Regions from separate parts of the Gossypium hirsutum genome. Here region 2 is linked to region 1. Evidence: chromatin contacts called from public Hi-C data. All regions are on one chromosome and are shown on one strand. Each heading gives the region's core, a stretch centred on a gene start, on an enhancer-like site or on the middle of the called end of the contact. The rest is flanking DNA. Distances are from core to core; before and after follow the strand shown.

Region 1 (4,903 bases), core at 208-2,707:
GAATAATATCTAACATGAATGTTAAATAATATGAAATGTATGTATTTGATTTGTTTATTCCGATAATGCTCCGTAACCCTATTCTGGCGACGGATATGGGTTAGGGGTGTTACACTATGTTAAGCTTGTTCTTTTTACAAAGGAACCAATATTTTTAGGGCATTTATGTCTTTTACATTATAATAATTTTTTTTAAAAAAAATTCATACTAATAATGAGAATCATGAGATTTAAACCTAAACTATTATAGCTTTCATTTATCACAACTTTACCATCTTAACTAAATTCATGTTTGATTTTTATTTTAATTTTTATAAATTTGTTAATGTAGTTTTGTTTAATGGCTATTTAACATCAATGTTAGATATATTCAATATTTAATTTCGAGATAATGGCATATTTGGTATTTAAACTTTGACAAATCTTTTAATGTGGTACTTGAACCTAAAAAAGAAAGTCAATTTTAAATTTGTCAGGACACGTGACCTAATCATAAGGTGCCGCATATTTTATTTTTAAATAATATACCATAGACGTAAGAATAAATAATTAAAAAGAAGGTTTTCTTTTCATTTTCACCTTTTTATGTTTTTAATGTTCAAACTAATTATTTTTAACTAAAATAAATTTAAAAAATTGAAATTAACTTCATTGTCTTGGAGAAAGCAGAAAATATGTTTCTCTGCCACTTAAAAACCATATTGATTTCTTTATTCTTCTTTTAATTTTCTTCAAATTAATCATTCACATTCTTTTCATCTAATTCAAACCTTAATTTCATGAATTTTTAAAAAAGTAAACAACCCTTTTGCAATAAATCAATTTAAATAGTCATTTTAAAGTTTTTTTTTTTTAAATTAAGAACATTTCTATCCCCTAACAACATTGCCAATTCTCAATTACCAAAACCAAATTGACAACCTCCAATTCCGAGACAACTAAACATATTCACTCAAACTCACCAATCCATTAGAACACAAAGCCCAAAAAATTAACATCACAAATCAAACCCATCAATCCAAGCAGATCAAAACCAAAGCCCATTTCAAGTTTCTGGTTCTTGAGGAAGCCACAGTCAAAATTCCATGATGGTTTAATGACCAGATTTGCAGATCAGGGCTCTAAAAGTTCTAAATATTGTGAAATTTTAACTAAGATGTTCAAGAAAGCTAACCGGAAAACTAGAAAGAAGAGAAAGAGGCGAATCTTTCTGTCAAAATTTTGGCTGGACGGTAGCATAATGGCAACGACGCCTAATTCTCTTCACGGAAGAAGGAAGACAAGAAAAAACAAAAAGTTAAATTTTTTAATTTATTTTCTTTAATATTTATAAAATACATTTTAAGGGGTACTTTATTATTTTAATTAAATCAAAAAAATTAAAGGCATATTTTGATCTTAGGCCCTTGTTCAATTAAAATATTTTTACATAACTTACACGATTGAGTTTCGGTTCCTGAAAAGTAAAAAATTAACATCTTCAGCCAAAGGTACTACCACATAGATAAACAATGTTAAAGTTCAGTACCAAAATCAATTTTTCCAAAATTCAGGTACCAAATTAGAATGTTTGCCAAATTTCAGTAGCAATTCTGTGATTATCGCTTTAATTTATTTCTAACTTATTCTTTTAAGAGAAGTATTTAACGGGTGATTTGATCCTCCGTCCGGAAAAAGCCTATTCCAAAGTAAAAACACTGCAATAGAAGCAACAGATCCCGGCTCTAAACGATAATTGGCACCGAAAGGAAGGAGCCGGAGAGATAGTTCGATTTTGGTCTTGTTTGTCCTTTTCGATCGACGGAGAAAGAAATCGATGATACTTTTACAGTCCCATTCACGTTTCCTTCTCCAGACTTTGCTGAATCGAATTCAGAAGTACTTTTTCCTTCGTTTTCTTTTCTTTTAATCCGATAAGTATAAGCTTTTATCATTTGATTTGATTTCTTTTATTTTACTTCTTTAATTACAGTTCTTGTATGTATTTGATGTTTGAAAGACATGTTGGGAATTCGAGCAGAGTCAGGTCAAGGATTCCAACTACATTTCTAATTCATAGATGTATTTTTCATTCTTTACAACCTTCTCTTATGAGTTTGATGGTTCCTTTCCTAATCAATCTTCCATTGTTGCTTGCAGTGCGTTGCTCGTCTCATTTTTTTTAACTAGTTCTGTTACTTTTAAATACCTGACCTCCTACCCTACGCTTTGGTATGCCAGAGATGTATCATCTCCACTGACGATACTATCATCAAATATAGCCCTCTTTAAAATTTTGTCGCTTAAGTTTTCCCAGAATTAGTGTTTTTTTTAAAGTTTATATTTATTAATAGTAATTAACATGAAATATACAAACTCCCATTCAAAACTGTAATAAATATCTAAATTAGAGTAATATGTGGACAAGATCAGTATACAGGATTGTTAACTTTTAGACTAACAATAGATCATCAAGAACAATTGGATACGGTTAGAATTTTCAAATGTGTTTAAGCTCTAGGGTTTTTTGTGTTTTACGGTTTAGTAATATGTTAAAGGTGTGGACCAAGTTGGAACTATGCCTACTCTTTTATGCCAAGCATGCTGTCCATGATGTGCTGTGCTTTAATATTTGTATTTCAATTATACATCCTGGTGTTGAGTGTACAAACATTCTTATTTATTTTGGGTGTAAAAACTGAATAATTTTCAGGCTACCTGGACCTTTTCTGCTTATTGTTTACACTTTCTTTCTCAGCTTGCTGATTTCTCTCATGTCGCTTTTGCAGTCTTGAAAAGTGTATTGAACTAGACCATCACTGGGTTGAATTTGATGATGTTCGTTACCATGTTCAGGTGATTTAGAAGCTTTTTCGTTGTTACACCTATGTAAAAGAAATTGAGTGATTGTATTATGAATTATTCATACTCATGTATTTCGTTTTGCTCCTCTGGGCTCTCTGAACTTATAGTTAAGGTACAAAAGCCACTGTAATTATATTATGCTCATGTAATTTGCAAATGATATGCAGGTGTCAATGAAGAATCCCCATATTCTACTGCTTTCATTATCATTACCTACCCCACCTCTGGAAACTGTTTTCGTTGGTGGACTTCCATTTGGAGCCATAGAAGCTATTAAAGCAGCTTATGGTGTAATCGTGCAAATTCTTGATCCTCCAAGGGATGGCTTCAATCTGACATTGAAACTGAATTTGTCCAAACTTCCTCAAGATGAAGGTCAACAAGTTCATTTTCTTAGGTCATTATGAGCTTGCACGGTTATATGACAAAGTATTGGCATCAGCATGTTGAAAATTCCTGTCCTTGATTAAAAATGACTTAAGGAACTAGTATTTGGAGTACATTAATGCGTCTAAGGTTCTTTATTATTTGATAAGACATTTTCTTAATTTTTCTGTGCTTAATTCTCTTGGTTTTAAGCTTGGATTTTAGTAAGTACTGTTATACCTGTAGTTGAAAGGTAGAAGATTCCTAGGTGAGAACTCATAGCTATAAGTATATATATGTACACACACCCCTTTTCCAGAACACAATAGTAGCGTTAGGTTAAGAGATCAATCATATTTTGTAGCATGCTTGTACTAAGTAGCTTCCATGTCAAATAGGATGGTTCTCTGATAGTTTCAGATGCATATGCAACGTAAATCATACCCGTATAAGAAAGGGTGCTTGTCATAGAAAATAATGATAATCTGACCAGTGACCAAGGGGGTCAGTGTCATAACAAATAGAATCAGCTTACTGCATTTAAAGTGTGCTCCAAAAACTGAAATTATGTAGTGTTCTCTTATTGCTTGCACTGGCTGGGCTTATTGCCCCATCTAGTTTAGGAACAAGACAGCGGTTACAAATGAACAGCTAAAGTAGAACAAGACAGCAGTTAAAAATGAATTACAAGCATTACTAGATTAAATTTTGAGTTATTTTATTTTATTTTATTTTTTAAAAATTAAAAAAGAAATATTTGGGCCTTTCTGTTACAAAAGGAAATGATGGGTGTATGCCGTTCAATTTGTGGCCGGGGGAGGATAACAAAAAGTGATCTCTATCTATTATTTAGCTTGTTTTGTGGTTAATCAGGATTGAGGGCTTAAATATCCATCTTGGCTGACTTTCACCGGAAAACTCTAATGAGTTTAGCTTATACTTGTCTCCTTGGTCTGCGTCATTCTTGTTCTTGTGTGACAGTTTCAACTTTTTATATCCTGCAGATCAGCGACATACTCTTTTGGTAAAGATTGCATCTGTTAGAGAAGTGGTATTAGGGGCCCCTTTAAGAGTAATCCTAAAACACCTTGCTTCAAGAACTGTTGCTCCTGATATAGATCAGTTTGTTGCCCTTGTGCATCGGCCAAATGAGTCCTTCTTCCTTGTTCCTCAGGTATTGTTTCAAGTGACTAGCCTGATTTAAGTTTTAATGATGGACACAAATTTGTAAGTTCATGTTATATTTCATTCTCTTATTATCTGTCCTGCAGTTTAGATTTATTTGTTATGCTTCAGATGGTCTGTCTCTCTCTTTTCTTTTATACAATTAATTGTTTGATTGTTTTGGATCGAAGGTGCAAATGTGTCTACCTCATGTATGAGTGACTATGGATGCATTCTTGTTTAACTGGGTAGAAAATTATAATTTAGCAGGCAGAGAAGGTGACGGTGGTGTTTCCAATGAGATTCAAGGACTCGATAGACACTGTTTTGGCAACCTCCTTCCTCCAGGTACGGTAAGAGGGTGCAACTATTGTATGCAGATCTTATGGTTATTTTTCTTGTTTCCCTCTCAAATGTTTCATCATCTTTCAGGAATTCATGGAGTCAAGGCGTACAGCTGGGCTGAGTAATGCACCTCCGTGTTTGTGGTCTCAAACTCCACCGCTGGAACTGAAGGGAGTAACTGATG
Region 2 (4,345 bases), core at 1,013-3,512, 190 kb before region 1:
AAAACTACATTGTCAACAACAGGATAAGTACTTACATCTTTACGAGGAAATACTTCAATGGCAGGGTTTATTCCTGAATTAACTGCTTCAAGCTTCATTGATAGGAACTGCAACACCGATAAATTTTATGAAAGCAAGTTTGAGATTACTGGCAGAATATAGTGATACATAAGCAGAAGGACCCACACCTCGACCTGACGCTGTAGTGATTGAATGTAATTAATTATCTCATCAAGGACAAGTGCTTTGCCAATAACCTGAGTCGGAAAAAACAAGTTTAGCAGGCAGCCTATGTGCAATTTTCAGGTAAAGTGGTGATATGTCTCAAAACTATTTTGGTATCAAGAGCAATAGAAAATAATCAACCATGTCACCAGAAAAGGATTCAATTAACTAATAAGCAGAGACAGGATACAGCATGCTACTCAGTAGTTTTTCTCCAACAAAAGCCATTGAACAAACCGGCTCTATAGTCGATAGACAGGAAACTGTTTAGAAACTCCATGATATACCTTATTGCAACCAGGAACCAAATCCTGAAGAATCTTCATTCTTTCACTAATCTTTTCTCTCCTAGCCTGCTCATCAAATGATTCATATCAGTGAAATGTACTCAAAACCTCCAAGTATGACAGATTATAAGAATTTTGACCAGTATGCCAAAACCCCATGGTGATGTTAAACAAAGAAAAAGAAAATAGTAAAAGAAACATCAGTTTCACAATCAAAAGGAATGTACTTTATATAAAATTTTGGTCCAACACAAGTACTTAAGACTGATTTTAACCCTATACCGAAGCAAATTACCCTTTCAGCTAAGCTGTGGCTATCAGTAGCTTGACCCCTTCGCGCTCGTACGTGGATGTAATCTTGTTTAGGTGGCTCGGAAGGTTGAGCTTTTTCTTCCACAAGCTTGCCTGAACTGGGTTCTGCTTCAACTCTAGATTCATGATTTTGTTCTCTGCCTCCTGCTGCTTTAATTCTCTTCCCCTCACCATTATTCTATACAGATTATAAACAAAACTGTCATTTTCAATCCAAAAATTTATATTTCTTGAATGCTTAATTCCATCACTTCTCCATAGACTCGTGCTGCAATCTCGATTTTCCATGATATTAACACAATAATACGAGAATTCAAACAAAATAAACAAGAATTATTTATTTGTAGTTAAATTCACACCATTGCAGATCAACACTCAGTGCCACCCCTCAACATTCCTATTCTAATATAATTATAAGAATCACCATAAACTAAGAAAGAGGAAATCCCAAATCCCCAACAACATATAACATTCAAAGGTAAAAAGCTTTGGAAAGAAGCTAAAATAAAAGGTGCCCATCCGAATTAGTAAAATTCAGATCACAAAAAAAGAAAAGAAAATCCAATTGGTTAAAGAAAAAGAAAAAAGTGGAAGGAAGGAGAAAATGAATACCACGGCATTGCCACTACTAGTGGAGCTAGTAGAGACAACCTTAGCTGTTTCAACTTCTCCGTCACGCCTTCTCCTCATACCACCCCTTCTCTGCTGCTGCTCCAAGCTACCCGGATCATTGCCGGAAACCTCTCGACTGGGGTCCCCGAACTGAGCCAACCCATGTCCGAACTGACCCCTACTTATCCCAGACTCACTCATGGGATACTGCCAGATCTCTGCTAGATTGTACCTTCCATCGCTCATCATAGCTGGCGGATCCATCACAAAGAAAAAAAAATCCTAAACTTCACATAGAAAACCCAGTCTGAAGCTTTATTGAGTAAGGGTGGGGTTTTCCTATATATAAATATTATAGGTATTTGATTATTAATAATATAATTGTAATTTGTCTGTAGTGCGTTGATATCCTTGGACCTGATTTCTATCTATGGACTTTAAAAGCTTCTTTCTTTCTTTAATACTAACAGTAACAGTAGTATTCTGTTTCTTTGCTTTTTTTTCACCTGTTTTGCGAAAGAGACACCTCGGGAGTTGCCAGCTTATAAATCACTTCCACTCGGAGGAGATGCTTCTATAAACTCTTTTTATCCCTCACTTCTCCGCCATCTGATCCCACCCCACTCTTTCAATCAAATGGTTCTTTTTATTTTATTTAACACTCAGATCTTGCATGATGGAAACACCCATTTTTCCTCTCTCTTTTTTTCCCTGTCATGCCCAGGAAAGTACTACAAAAATAGAATGAAGATTTTTTTCAATGAAGATTTCCATTATAGTGACCAATTCATCACCATCTAACAATTGCATCTCACAAGATTTTAGTGAATCCGTAGAGATTATGGGCATCACCCTTCCACAATAAATAGTTATTTTCGCACTAGTTTTTCTTTTCATTTTTTCTAACTTTATAGTTTTATTGAATTGTAATTCTACCATCTGCCACGTTGAAATATACCATAAATATCACCTTTTAGAATTTCACCATAAAAAAAAGCACATAAAAAACATTGAGCTATTCATCTTCACCACAATTTCTGAGCTCTCCTTCTCCTTTTTTTTTTTTCCAATTAAACTGTTACAAGAATATAAATAAGATCTATATATATGGTCATCTCAAAGAGAATGATTCCATCAAAATAAAAAAAAATTATTTTTATAGAAAGTGATAATAATTTCACACCTTTTTATATGAATGCACCAAATAAATTATTATTTTTAATTTTAAATTTAAAAAATAACACATTTAAAAAAACTAACACATTATCGGGCATCATATAAAATATTATTTTTTATTTTTAGATTAATAAAAATACTAAAAGAAACCTACACCATAAAATGGTGGTGCCATTTTGTGATGCCATTCTCTATAGTTCCACTATCATTATTTATTTTTTAACCCCAAATTATTAAGAAATATTAATCTTTTCCTAATATACATACAGGTGGTGTCAATCTTTTTTGCTCCACCAACTTTTACTTTTCATTTCAGGCTATTTACGTACATAATAAAAAAGGTTAATCATTTTTATAATTATTCAGAATTTTAAGATCGTTTTTATAAAAAGCCCAAAATTAGCGGTTAATGGAAGAAACAACATGAAATATTGGATGTGTTTATTGAAGTTAAGTATAATTATTTGTAAACATATATCCACATCTCATTAAATAAGGGTACAGTGATTTATTTGATTTTCTAATTATATATATAAAAAGTTATTTTAGTTTTTCATTTAATTTTATCTTTTTTTACTCTTAAACTTGTGCTGTTTATCAAATTATTTTAAAATTGATGAAAAAGTTAATATTTATTAATTTTGTTGATGTGGTACGGGTGGATTGCCACTTGGATGCTATGCCAATAATTAATTATTCTTTTTAATACTTAAAAATTATTAAAATGATTAAAAAAGATAAATTGTAAAATTATTTTTTTAAAAAAATTAATTAATTGTTGAAGTAACATAATGCAAATTTAAGAATTAAAAAAAAATTTAAATAAATAATTAAATGAACTTTTTTATAAAATTGAAAGGGGAAATGGATTACATAAAATATACAAACAAAACATGTGATTAAACAAAATACACAAACAAAACTCACAATTTTAGGAGGGGTTGAGGGAATTAGGCGAGTAAATTAGCATGATACTTTTACCATGAGTTGAACAAATACGAGTTGGGTTTTACGAATTGACTACAAATTCTTCAAAGATGAGATGATAAAAGTGGATGTAGGAAAATTAATGAAAAACGATGGAATATGATTGTGTCTAAAAAATGTAAGTCAACCTGTAGGAAAATTAACAGATTTGGATTTGGATTTGAATTTTAAAATTTTAAAATTTTAAAATTAAAATTCATATTTTTTTAAATTCATAAATTTTAAAATTTTATTTGTGAATTAAAATATTATAAATTTAAAATTTAAAATTAATTCAAATTTATTATTTCAATAATTCAAATTTAGATTTCAACTAGCTTTAAAAACACTTTTTTTCAAAAATAATTTGTTTATTACTATAAAAATGATAATATGTATCAAATTTATCTCAAGTCCAAGATCCAAAATCCATCATTAAAACTAAGACACTTCAAAACTTAAAAATAATTATAAAATTTCCTAAACAATAAGAAATATTATTTGACATAAAAAATTATTTTTTAAGGTCAAATAAAGAAACTAAAAATCATTAAAATGAAATTAAGGTGCTATTTAGTACAAAATACATCCCTAACAATGAATTTAAATAGCTGGGTGGAGTCCTCCGTAAACAAAACAAGCTTTGAATAGGGAGATAATCATTTTGGGATGAAGAAAGTTGATAATTGCTTCTAAGTCGGGCTGGTTCATCCGCACACTTATTTCTTTTCCAAAAGACATGCTTGAGTGACTTAAAATTCATACTA

What was found. A called contact is a pair of places that touch in the nucleus more often than the background predicts.
Region 2: a Hi-C map of leaf shows a contact between it and region 1, with 2.4 times the contacts expected there. The contact joins the promoter of LOC107945262 here to the promoter of LOC107945268 in region 1. A contact is called at or near these places in 2 of 34 Hi-C or Micro-C datasets (both in leaf).

The regions. Positions count from the first base shown.
Region 1 is chrD12:7,928,523-7,933,425 of Gossypium_hirsutum_v2.1, reverse strand. LOC107945268 (actin-related protein 2/3 complex subunit 2A) reads left to right here and starts at 1,457. Exons shown (of 10, transcript XM_016879219.2): 1 at 1,457-1,878; 2 at 2,769-2,835; 3 at 3,012-3,219; 4 at 4,215-4,384; 5 at 4,645-4,722; 6 at 4,807-4,903. The coding sequence starts at 1,817.
Region 2 is chrD12:8,117,459-8,121,803 of Gossypium_hirsutum_v2.1, reverse strand. LOC107945262 (transcription factor BHLH089) reads right to left here and starts at 2,262. Exons shown (of 6, transcript XM_016879206.2): 1 at 1,437-2,262; 2 at 808-1,002; 3 at 513-578; 4 at 189-257; 5 at 36-107. The coding sequence starts at 1,700.